Regions from separate parts of the Mus musculus genome. Here all the other regions are linked to region 3. Evidence: chromatin contacts called from public HiChIP or PLAC-seq and promoter capture Hi-C data. All regions are on one chromosome and are shown on one strand. Each heading gives the region's core, a stretch centred on a gene start, on an enhancer-like site or on the middle of the called end of the contact. The rest is flanking DNA. Distances are from core to core; before and after follow the strand shown.

Region 1 (3,124 bases), core at 395-2,894, 320 kb before region 3:
TGGACTTAAGAGTGATATGTTGGACAAAAAAATTTAAAAATTTTTTCAAACATCAAAGCAAAAAAACTTACTGTCCTGAAATCCAGTACCCTGGTGGACCCCTTGAAGTAGGGTCAAAATCTCTCGAGCAGTTTGTTCTAAACTCTGTACAACTTTTCGTATTTCCTAGAGAGAATTAAAAACAAAAGCCAGATAAGGTCAGTGTAATCTTCAGCAGAGTCGCCTACAAACATGCTACCACACCCTCACATTCAGTCACAGCTCTCAGACTTTCACAAGAAGGGATTCTTCAGGTGTGAATCCAAACTCTTCCAGTAATTTCTTCTTGTCACAACTCAAGGAGCTGCTAAAAAAGCCTCAAATTCTACAAGTAGCCGTGAAAGAAAAATAGCCACCTGCTCAAGAACCCAACTGAGACACTATATAAATGAATAACTGACAATGTAAATGTTCTCTATAGAACAAAAACTTAAATACAAAGTGGTGACTGATTTTCATTCATTCATTTTGCACACATTCTCTGAGCACATTTAGTTATGGGCATTATGCAAACATCAGAGACGCAAGCAACTCCTTCTAGCAATAGGACGGATAAATGGGTTTTTTTTTCTCAATTTCTCACGATTTTAGGAGCTAACAGAAAAGCAGTCAAAATAAGGACTATAAATTTTGCACGTGTTAATTTCAGCACTGAAAACGCTGAAGGCTACAGGTTCGAGTTCGAGGTCACCCAAGGCTACTACACATCAAGATCCTGTCTCACGCGCAAAAGGAAAACAGCCAGAGAGCAGAAAATAAACTAATTCCAGCAAAAGCAGATAATACAACCAAGGGTCCTCAGACAGAGCAATATCTGGAGCATTAGACGAATAAAAAGTTAACTTAAACACACACACAGTAACGAGTGTAAATAAAAGGAGAGCGGGGAAAGAGACCTTGTGAGCCACCGGAGAATCTAGATTTTTTTTAAATTTTTTATGCGGGATGAGAAGCTACAGAAGAGCTTTTTGCTTAAAGAAAGACCGCAAGTGCTATTTAAAAAAAAAAAAATACCAGCAGCCAATATAGAAAAGATGTGCTGGTTAGCCACGGGCGTTAACCGAGCCTGGGACTGGAATACTGAACTAGGAAAGGTGATATTCTAAGAGGTACATGACGCTGAGAAGTCGAATCCGGAACCAAGAGGCGGCCTAACCTAAACCCATCGGGCCTGAAAACGAGAGACCGAGCAGGACCAGGCCAACTGGACCAGCCTGGCTAGGAAAAGAAAAAAAGGAGATGGGGAGGAAGGGGGCTCGCCTCTCGGATGTCCTGCTCGGCAGCCAAAAAGCCCTGCAGCTCCACGAAGATCTCGCTCACAGACATGGCGCTGGCTGCCCTACAATCAGTCAGCACCGGAGCACCGCCGAAGAAGTACGACCCACAAACAAGTAGCGGACTCGCTCGCAACGCCCGTCGCCGTCGCCACTGCCGCGTCCACTAGCCCTTGCGCCAAGGCTGGCGCCGGGGTCTTCCCACACCCGCGGCGCACCGGAGCCCGGGCTGCCCGCCGCAATGCCTGAAGCGCCGCGCGCACAGTCCCGTGCCGCGCTCTTGCCCAGAATCCCGACGGCAGGGCCGAGCCTCGCCTGCCGCCCGCACGTAGGCATCTCCGGAAACAGCCCTACGTAGGGGCTTCAGTGGCCCGTGGCCGTAGGCCGGCTGATAGGCAGCTCCAATTAAGGAGGTGGGGATTCGCAGATAGGCATCTAGGAAAACAGCCGGTTGGGGGGGCGGGGGGGGGGTCCTTAGGGACACTTGGCTCGTAGAAGGCGGGGCCAGCGAGTGGCGCGGTTTGCTTATCCATGTTATCTGTGTACTTCAAGCAAGGGAGGGAAGTTATACTTCTGTCTGCTCAACAAAGAGCATGCATAAACTGAATGGGGAAGAATGGCGAGAGAATGTAATCCGATAAATGAAAAATAATAAAAGACTATAATCTAAATAAATATTAATGAATAAAAATATTATCTTCGGGTCTGGAGAGATGGCTCAGCGGTTAAGAGCATCGACTGCTCTTCCAGAGGTCCTGAGTTCAATTCCCAGCAACCACATGTTGGCTCTCAACCATCCATAATGGGAACTAATGCCGTCTTCTGGTGTGTCTGAAATGCAATGTACTCATATGCATAAAATAAATAAATCTACCAAAAAAAAAAAAAAGAAAAGAAAAGAAAAGCGTGTTACTGTAACCTTCAACCAGGGACTACACTTCAGCTATGAACGTGCTTCAGGGCTTTGAAGTCCTTGTACATGATCTGCCTCACAGCTATCCTATCCTCCCAATGAGTATCATGAAGATCTCTCTGGTCTTGAGCAGTCTTGAAGAGGCCAGAGTTCACCTTGTAGCTCCTGCCAGCTGCTTCTCCACCTGATCACCGAGTGCACTTTCTGAATGAGCTTGGATGGAGTACTTCCTGTTATTTCTTTGAAAGAGTATCGTCTGTGGTGGCGTGAGGGCTCTTAACCATCGAAAGGGAGAGATTGACAAACTTTAGCAGTTAAAGGTTTGTCACCAAGACTGACAGTCTGATGGAAGGAAAGAACCAACTCCCACAAGTTGTCCTCTTCAAACACACACACTACACTCACACACACACCAAGTAAATAAATGTGTAATCTTTGATGGACAGTCTCATACTCTCCCCCAGCCCAGAAAATCTATTTTAACTACAAAAGAACCATTCTTTGAAGGAGCAGGAACTAGCCAAGACACCCACTTGTACAGGAACTGTTTTTGATCATGTTCTGGACCCAGTTTCCTCATAACTTAGTAAGAAATATTCTTTGGGGGGGGGGGTCGAGAAAGGGTTTCTCTGTGTAGCCCTGGCTGTACTGGAACTCACTCTGTAGACCAGGCTGGCCTCGAACTCAGAAATCTGCCTGCCTCAGCTCGAACTCAGAAATCTGCCTGCCTCAGCCTCCCAAGTGCTGGGATTAAAGGCATGTGCCACCACTGCCAGGCTTGTGGGCTTTTTTTTTTTTTTTGAAAGAATATTGTAAGTGCCCTTTACCTTTCACTGGAATTTAGAATTTAGATACCTTGCTAAGCATGGGAGAAGGGATTCTTTTGATCTTAAAGCTT
Region 2 (2,986 bases), core at 448-2,947, 470 kb after region 3:
GGTCTGCACAGCTAGTATGTGGGCCTGGATTCTGTAGCCAGATAATAGCAAGCTTCTGATGTATGAATGCATGGTGCATGTCGTGGCTGTGGGCTCATCTGATAGAGTTCATTTTTTGTTTTTGTTTTTGTTTTTGTGCGCGCGCGCACACACACACACACCTCCAAAAAGCTGGTCATGCTGTAGCTGGCGTGGCAACTACTCCGGGTTAAAAACAGGAGGATATCAGCTTGAGGTCAGCTTTGGCTACCCAGAGAACTCCCCTTTCAGAAATAAAGCTTAGGTCTGTGCAGGAGGTTGAAGCAAGCAGGCCGGGTTCTGGGGGCCTGAGGGCTCTGCCAGGCCTGTGGCTGTGGACCCAGCTCACTGCTGATGGAGTCAAAGGGCATTGTGGATGAGTGTGTCCCCTCTGAGGAGGGACTGTGGATTCCTACAGAGGTGGCTGGAGCAGGACTGGGGCTCTGCTAAAACCATCTCAGGCTATTCAGTTTGGGATTAGAGAGGAGAGCAACAGGCAGCCAGTCCCAGGTGCCCCTGACCCTGCAATGTCATTGCTCAGACAGGAAGTGGGCAGAGTGACACCCTCAGCTCAGCAGTTCGGCTGGACGGACTTGAGGCTGCCTAGACTTCAGACCATAGCCCAGGGCAGCTAGGGTGTGTGCAGAGGAAAGAGAAACGGCAGCTTCCTGTCCTCACACCAGTATCCAAACTCAGGACAGAGTCCAAGGACTCCACTCAAGACAGCATCGGGCTCTTTTCCTGTCTCTTAAACATGATACTTAAGCTATAGGCAGCCAGTGTACAGACGTCATGGTGGGCTCAGGGATTCTGGGATGTCACTTCCACTCTCTCTGTCCTTCCTCCCCCTTCTCCCCTCACACCTTTCCTTGCCCTCCTCTCTCTTCTCTCACCCTCTCTCCTTCCTTCCAATCTTTCATTTCCTCCCTCCTTCCTTTCCCAACATATAGGAACCCTCCCTCAGTGCCTGGCCTTGCCTGGGGTGTGGACAGAATGATGGGAGACAAGCAAGTGGGTATGCATGGGGCGTGTGTGTGTGTGTGTGTGTGTGTGTGTGTGTGCGCGCGTGCGCGCGCGCTAAGGCAAAGCAAGTCTGGGCTGGAGCATGAAGCTTAAGTCAGGGAACGTTGGGAAGGGCAGGCAGGAGGGCCGGGCCCCAGCTGGGGAGGCCATGCTGGTAAGCTTCCCTCTGAGGTTCAAGTTTAAGGTCCTCTTTGAGGCAGATGAGGATTGATATGGAGGAAGCAGAGCTCTGAGTTCCTGTCCGGTTCTCTACCTCTGTTCCCTATGGTCCTGGGTAGTGATCTTCCCAGGTATAAAATGGGACCAAAGACACCCACGTGTGAGCAGGGGCTGGGGAACTGAGGTGGAGCCACCTGCCTATAGATGCCAGGCTGCAGTTGGTGAAATGCCCCTCACCTCCTTGGTTCCAGTAAGGGCAGGGAGAGGAACCCAGGGTCTGCTCTTGAGCCCAAAGAGCAGGCTCTCCAGCTCCCCAGGTTGGTCCCCAGGCAGCCTGGCTCAGAGCCTCACTTTCTCAGGAAGGCCAAGTTACCGAAACAGATAAATCAATCTGTCAAGATCAGCCTTGGAGAAAGACTCTCTCAGCTACCTCAGCCAAGAAGCTCAAAGGGGAATTGTTCCCGGAGCCCGAGGAGGAAACAACAGATAGTTCTTCGCAGCTCTTCGCCTGCGGCCTTGCTGCCCAGCCCCCCTCCTCCCTTCCCTGGGCTGTAGAGAACACCTGTGCACCGGGGATCAGCCAGGGACAGCACCGCCTCTCCTTCTGGCTCCCAGGGCAGTGCCCAGCCCAGAGCCACCGTTGTGAGAGAAGGGCAGAGCCACTGTTTGGCTCCTGTCCTGGTTTTGCCTGGAGACCTTCTCTGGCCCCCGTGTGTTTGGTGGCCCTTGGCATTAGGAGGGTCACACGGCTGGAGGTGGGGCTGGCAAGCAAACGCCCATCTGGACAGACTCCTGTTCCGAGCTTGAGGTTTGGAAGGGATGGGGACCAGAGAGGCTGAAGACAAGCCGAGACTAGGGAGTAAGGAGCCCAAGGGGTCAATCAGTCCTCCAGTGCTCCCTAAAGAAAAAGGTTGAGGATGGCTTGTTTCTGAGGGCAGGGGGGACTCCAATCTGGAATCACAGCCAGCTCTGCCACTTGGCAGCTGGTGACATTGGGGCAAGTCATTTGTCTTCTCTGATAATCCCTTTCTTCACCTGGAGGCTTGGTGTTTGATGGGGTCTTCTGGTGAAAACAGAAGGTCTTGACCTGGGGGTCTCATGCTGGGAGCACTGACTGCAACAAGCAGCCATGTTGTTTCCTTGTCACGGAACGGGAAGATTCTACACAGTCACTTGACATCCATTTTCTCAATCTTGGAGGGGGGTATCATAGGGCAACTGAGGCTCCCAGTTTGCTATTTGGGTCTAAAGCTGTGTTACAGGAGTTTAGGGGGCCCCAAAGCTAGTGTGGATATATGTGTGTTCCCACGCATGTGCACATGCTTGTATAATGTATTCACATGTATGTGGGGGTGTATGTGTTCTTGTCTGTGCTGGAGCTGGAGGCGAACACCAGGTTCCTTTGCTATCACACTCTGTCTTATTCTCTTAGGATAAGGTCTCCTACTGAACTTGGAGCTAGGTTGGTAGCCAGCAAACTCCAAAGGTCTTCTAGTCTCTGCATCTTCCAAGTGCTTGGGTAACAGGTACACGGGGCCATGCCCAGCCTTTTACATTGGTTGAGGGAGCACAACTCAGGCAAGGAAGCCTGCCTACTGAGCTATCTCCTGAGCCTGCTATTCCTCAGTCTGCTCCACGTTGCAAACACAAAATGGGGAGGTCCAGTCAGAGGAGACAGGTAGGTGGGACCTGAGCCCAGACCCCAGCACATGTCTCTCTTGCCCTTGTGATGCTAGAGTGGCTGGCTGATCACAGCTTTAAGAAAAGAGACTATGGCCAGAAGCAG
Region 3 (2,757 bases), core at 159-2,658:
CAGTTTCTCCCATGAGAGCTCTAGGACTAAAATGGCCTTTGCATTGTCACACATCCACAGAGTTGGGTGTGATAGCTACAGGAATGTTGCCCAACCCCTGACACATGTGACCTCTAGGAGCATCAAGAGCAGCAGAGGTGGTCCCTGGAGAGGCAGACAGGGAGTATCCCAAGGGTTTCTCACAGAGCAGCAACCTGTGGCTGGAGACAGTGCAGAGCCAGCAAAGGAAGGGGGACTTGTGTGCCTATGCTTGCAGGCCCAGGAAGTCTTTATAGACTCATTCAATTAAGCAGAACGTATGCCTAATGAGGTCCTGAGACATCACCCTGTGGGTTCACCTCTAGGAACTGTGTACCTTTCTGCTTGCCCATCTACCCATGGCCTACTACTGTTCACATTCAGGCAGACTCGACTTTCCAAAAGCCAATTATAAAGAACATCCAAAATCTTAAAGGAGCAGAAAGGTGGCAGGCACAGCAGCACAGCACAGGTCCTTGCTGAGTTGCATAGCCAGACTCCCATTGTAGAAGAAAAAGAAATGACTCCTGCAAGCTGTTTACACTGCACACACACTAAGGCACAGTGTCCTTCCCACACACACCCACCCACCCACCCACCCACACACAGAGACTTAAAAACAACCCTATTAAAGGAAGTGGAAAGAGAATCTTACCTCCCGTTGCCTCCCGTGTTTCTGACACCTGGACACTTCATCCCATCTCCTAAACTCTTCTGCATGTCACACGAGCCCAGTTTGTCAAAGAAGGACTGTCACAAACCTGTCTGAAACTTTCTTTTCTGATGCTTCCTAGGCTCATCTGGACTCAGACTAAGGACTGATTCTGGGCTCTGAGTAAGAGGCCCAGGCATCTCTTTTAAGTTTATTTTTATTATTTTATTTTATATACTGTGCAGCAGAAGATGACCTTGAATTTTGGATCTTCCTGCCTCTACCAGTGCAGGGATTAGAGACCTGTTGTACCACACCTGGGCTTAGAGCTTTGTGTATGCTAGGTGACTTCATGTATGATATGCTCAGTGAGCTAGTCATGGAGTTAAAGACAAGTAAAAGCAACAGAGAAAAAAGGGTATAAGGTCAGTGTTCAGAGCGAGGAAAAACAAAAACGTTAAGGGGAGTGCTTAGGTGCTCCTGGCCACAATCTCGCCCTGAGCAACTGCCTTGGGCTCAGCGTGGAAGCTCAGAGGCCAGTAGGCCACAGCGAGAGTGGCTGTGTCCCCAGGGTCAGTAGCTAAGCAAGTGCCAGCTCCCAGAAAGGCACAGCTCCGGCAGGTGCGGCTCAGCGCCTCCCTCCGGCCGTGCTAGCCGTAGGGACGGCCCTGCAATAACCACGCCCCTAATGCCACGCCCACCTGACGGCCTATAAAAGGCGCCGGCCGCAGCCCACTCAGGTTCGAGTGGGTGCTGCTTAAAGGTGGACGGCGGCCAGGGTTGCCGCGTCCAGCTCGGTGCCACGCCCCGGCCGGTGCTGCGGAAGCCTCAGCCATGCTGTTCTGGCACACGCAGCCCGAACACTACAACCAGCACAACTCTGGCAGCTACTTGCGGTAAGACGTGGCAACACCTGCCTACGATCGGGGTCCGAGCGCTGACTAACCTCAGGCCTCCAGAGAAGGGCCCTCCGGGAGGCCCCTAGGGAATGGTCGGGGAAGAGGCGCACTGATGCCCGCGGGCTGCTTCTTCGAGGTTTCCTTGCCACTCGCTGTGTCCCCAGCCGGGTTTCGTCGCCTTTCCTCTCCCTTCCCCACTCCAATAGGAGAAATAAACTTGCCTCATCTATCAGGAGCTGGAGTGTCCCGGGAAGCCAGGCCCCGCCCGCTCTTTGCTCTTCTCGGCCCTTGGGCCCACAGGTGGATAGCGGGAGCAGGTCTGCGCTGCAGCCCTGAGGGCTCGGGCTTCAGGGGGTGGCTGCCCTTGCTCGGGGTCAACTTGGTATGGCCCCTAGAAATCTCCTCTTCTGTGGGGATTTCGCTAGCGCACTTTAAGGGAAGAGGGTCCCGCGGGATTTTGCAAAGTTCTCTGAACTCCCTCTTTTAGGAAATAGAACTTCCTCACCTCCCCAAATTGCTTTGGTGACTCCGGGATTCTTTGATTTTTTTATCCCCCTCGCTATGGTGCAGCTGGCTGCAGGGCTAATAGGCAGGCATTTCTTTTTCTGAACTCGCCAGAACCAGCTTCAACCTGTCTTTATTTCCATCCTAGTCACAGTTTATTATATGTGCCGTACTTAACCCAAAGTGTGTTTGATGTGGGCTCAAGAAGACATCCCAGGGGCTGTCAGCCCTAACTACAGACCCTTAAGTGCTTCTTTGGACCCCCCCCCCAAGTCTCCTCTTTTGGATTTCTTTGTTATTTGTACTTCCTGGCTTCTGATTCATGTATGTTCAGAACTCCTCTAGGAAGACATGCCCCTTCTTAGAAAGCCGAGGGTTGGCCAGGTTTCACTGGTGTATCTTCAGTTTTTTTTTTTTTTTCTTTTAAAAAATAACTCCAAACCATTGAAAATGGTAATCAAACTAGGGACATGAGACTGCAGATCCCGGTGGTGGTGTTGAGCCCACAGTTAAAATTGCTATAGAATAAATATATGCTAACTGTATTACACTCTATAGGGTTACCTGTGGTTTCTTTTGGATTGTTGTGAGTAGCCATTAGGTATTTAATCTCATCCTATCTTAAAAATGAAGTTGAAGGTGACCTTGAGCGGAAGTATTTGAAATCTAGTTGCATAAAACATT

The links. HiChIP or PLAC-seq counts read pairs in DNA pulled down with a chosen protein or histone mark. Capture Hi-C pulls out chosen DNA fragments and counts their contacts.
Region 1: a contact with region 3 is called in a promoter capture Hi-C map of pancreatic islet. The contact joins the promoter of Tsn here to the promoter of Tfcp2l1 in region 3. A contact is called at or near these places in 7 of 39 promoter capture datasets (the C10 cell line, cranial neural crest, hippocampal neurons and 4 more), 1 of 484 Hi-C or Micro-C datasets (B cells), 3 of 115 datasets of contacts at active chromatin or transcription factors (the 230-238 cell line, embryonic stem cells and large pre-B cells) and 3 of 9 other capture datasets (adipose tissue, liver and pancreatic islet).
Region 2: a contact with region 3 is called in an H3K4me3 HiChIP or PLAC-seq map of stem cell-derived neural progenitor cells, with 2.7 times the contacts expected there. The contact joins the enhancer-like site here to the promoter of Tfcp2l1 in region 3. A contact is called at or near these places in 11 of 39 promoter capture datasets (the 3T3-L1 cell line, the HPC-7 cell line, HPC-7-derived erythroid cells and 6 more), 5 of 484 Hi-C or Micro-C datasets (embryonic stem cells and nephron progenitors), 4 of 115 datasets of contacts at active chromatin or transcription factors (embryonic stem cells and stem cell-derived neural progenitor cells) and 1 of 9 other capture datasets (embryonic stem cells).

What each region holds. Positions count from the first base shown.
Region 1 is chr1:118,309,702-118,312,825 of GRCm38.p6, forward strand. Tsn (translin) reads right to left here and starts at 1,645. Exons shown (of 6, transcript NM_011650.4): 1 at 1,300-1,645; 2 at 72-165. The coding sequence starts at 1,365.
Region 2 is chr1:119,096,489-119,099,474 of GRCm38.p6, forward strand. No RefSeq gene overlaps it. Among named protein-coding and RNA genes, the nearest start is that of Gm41934, 29 kb to the right of the region's middle. Within about 2 kb of position 1,698, at least 12 of the 459 cell types and tissues checked have an H3K27ac peak or open chromatin away from gene starts, as enhancers often do. A contact at or near this core is called in stem cell-derived neural progenitor cells, where this site is marked.
Region 3 is chr1:118,626,537-118,629,293 of GRCm38.p6, forward strand. Tfcp2l1 (transcription factor CP2-like 1) reads left to right here and starts at 1,409. Exons shown (of 15, transcript NM_023755.2): 1 at 1,409-1,566. The coding sequence starts at 1,505.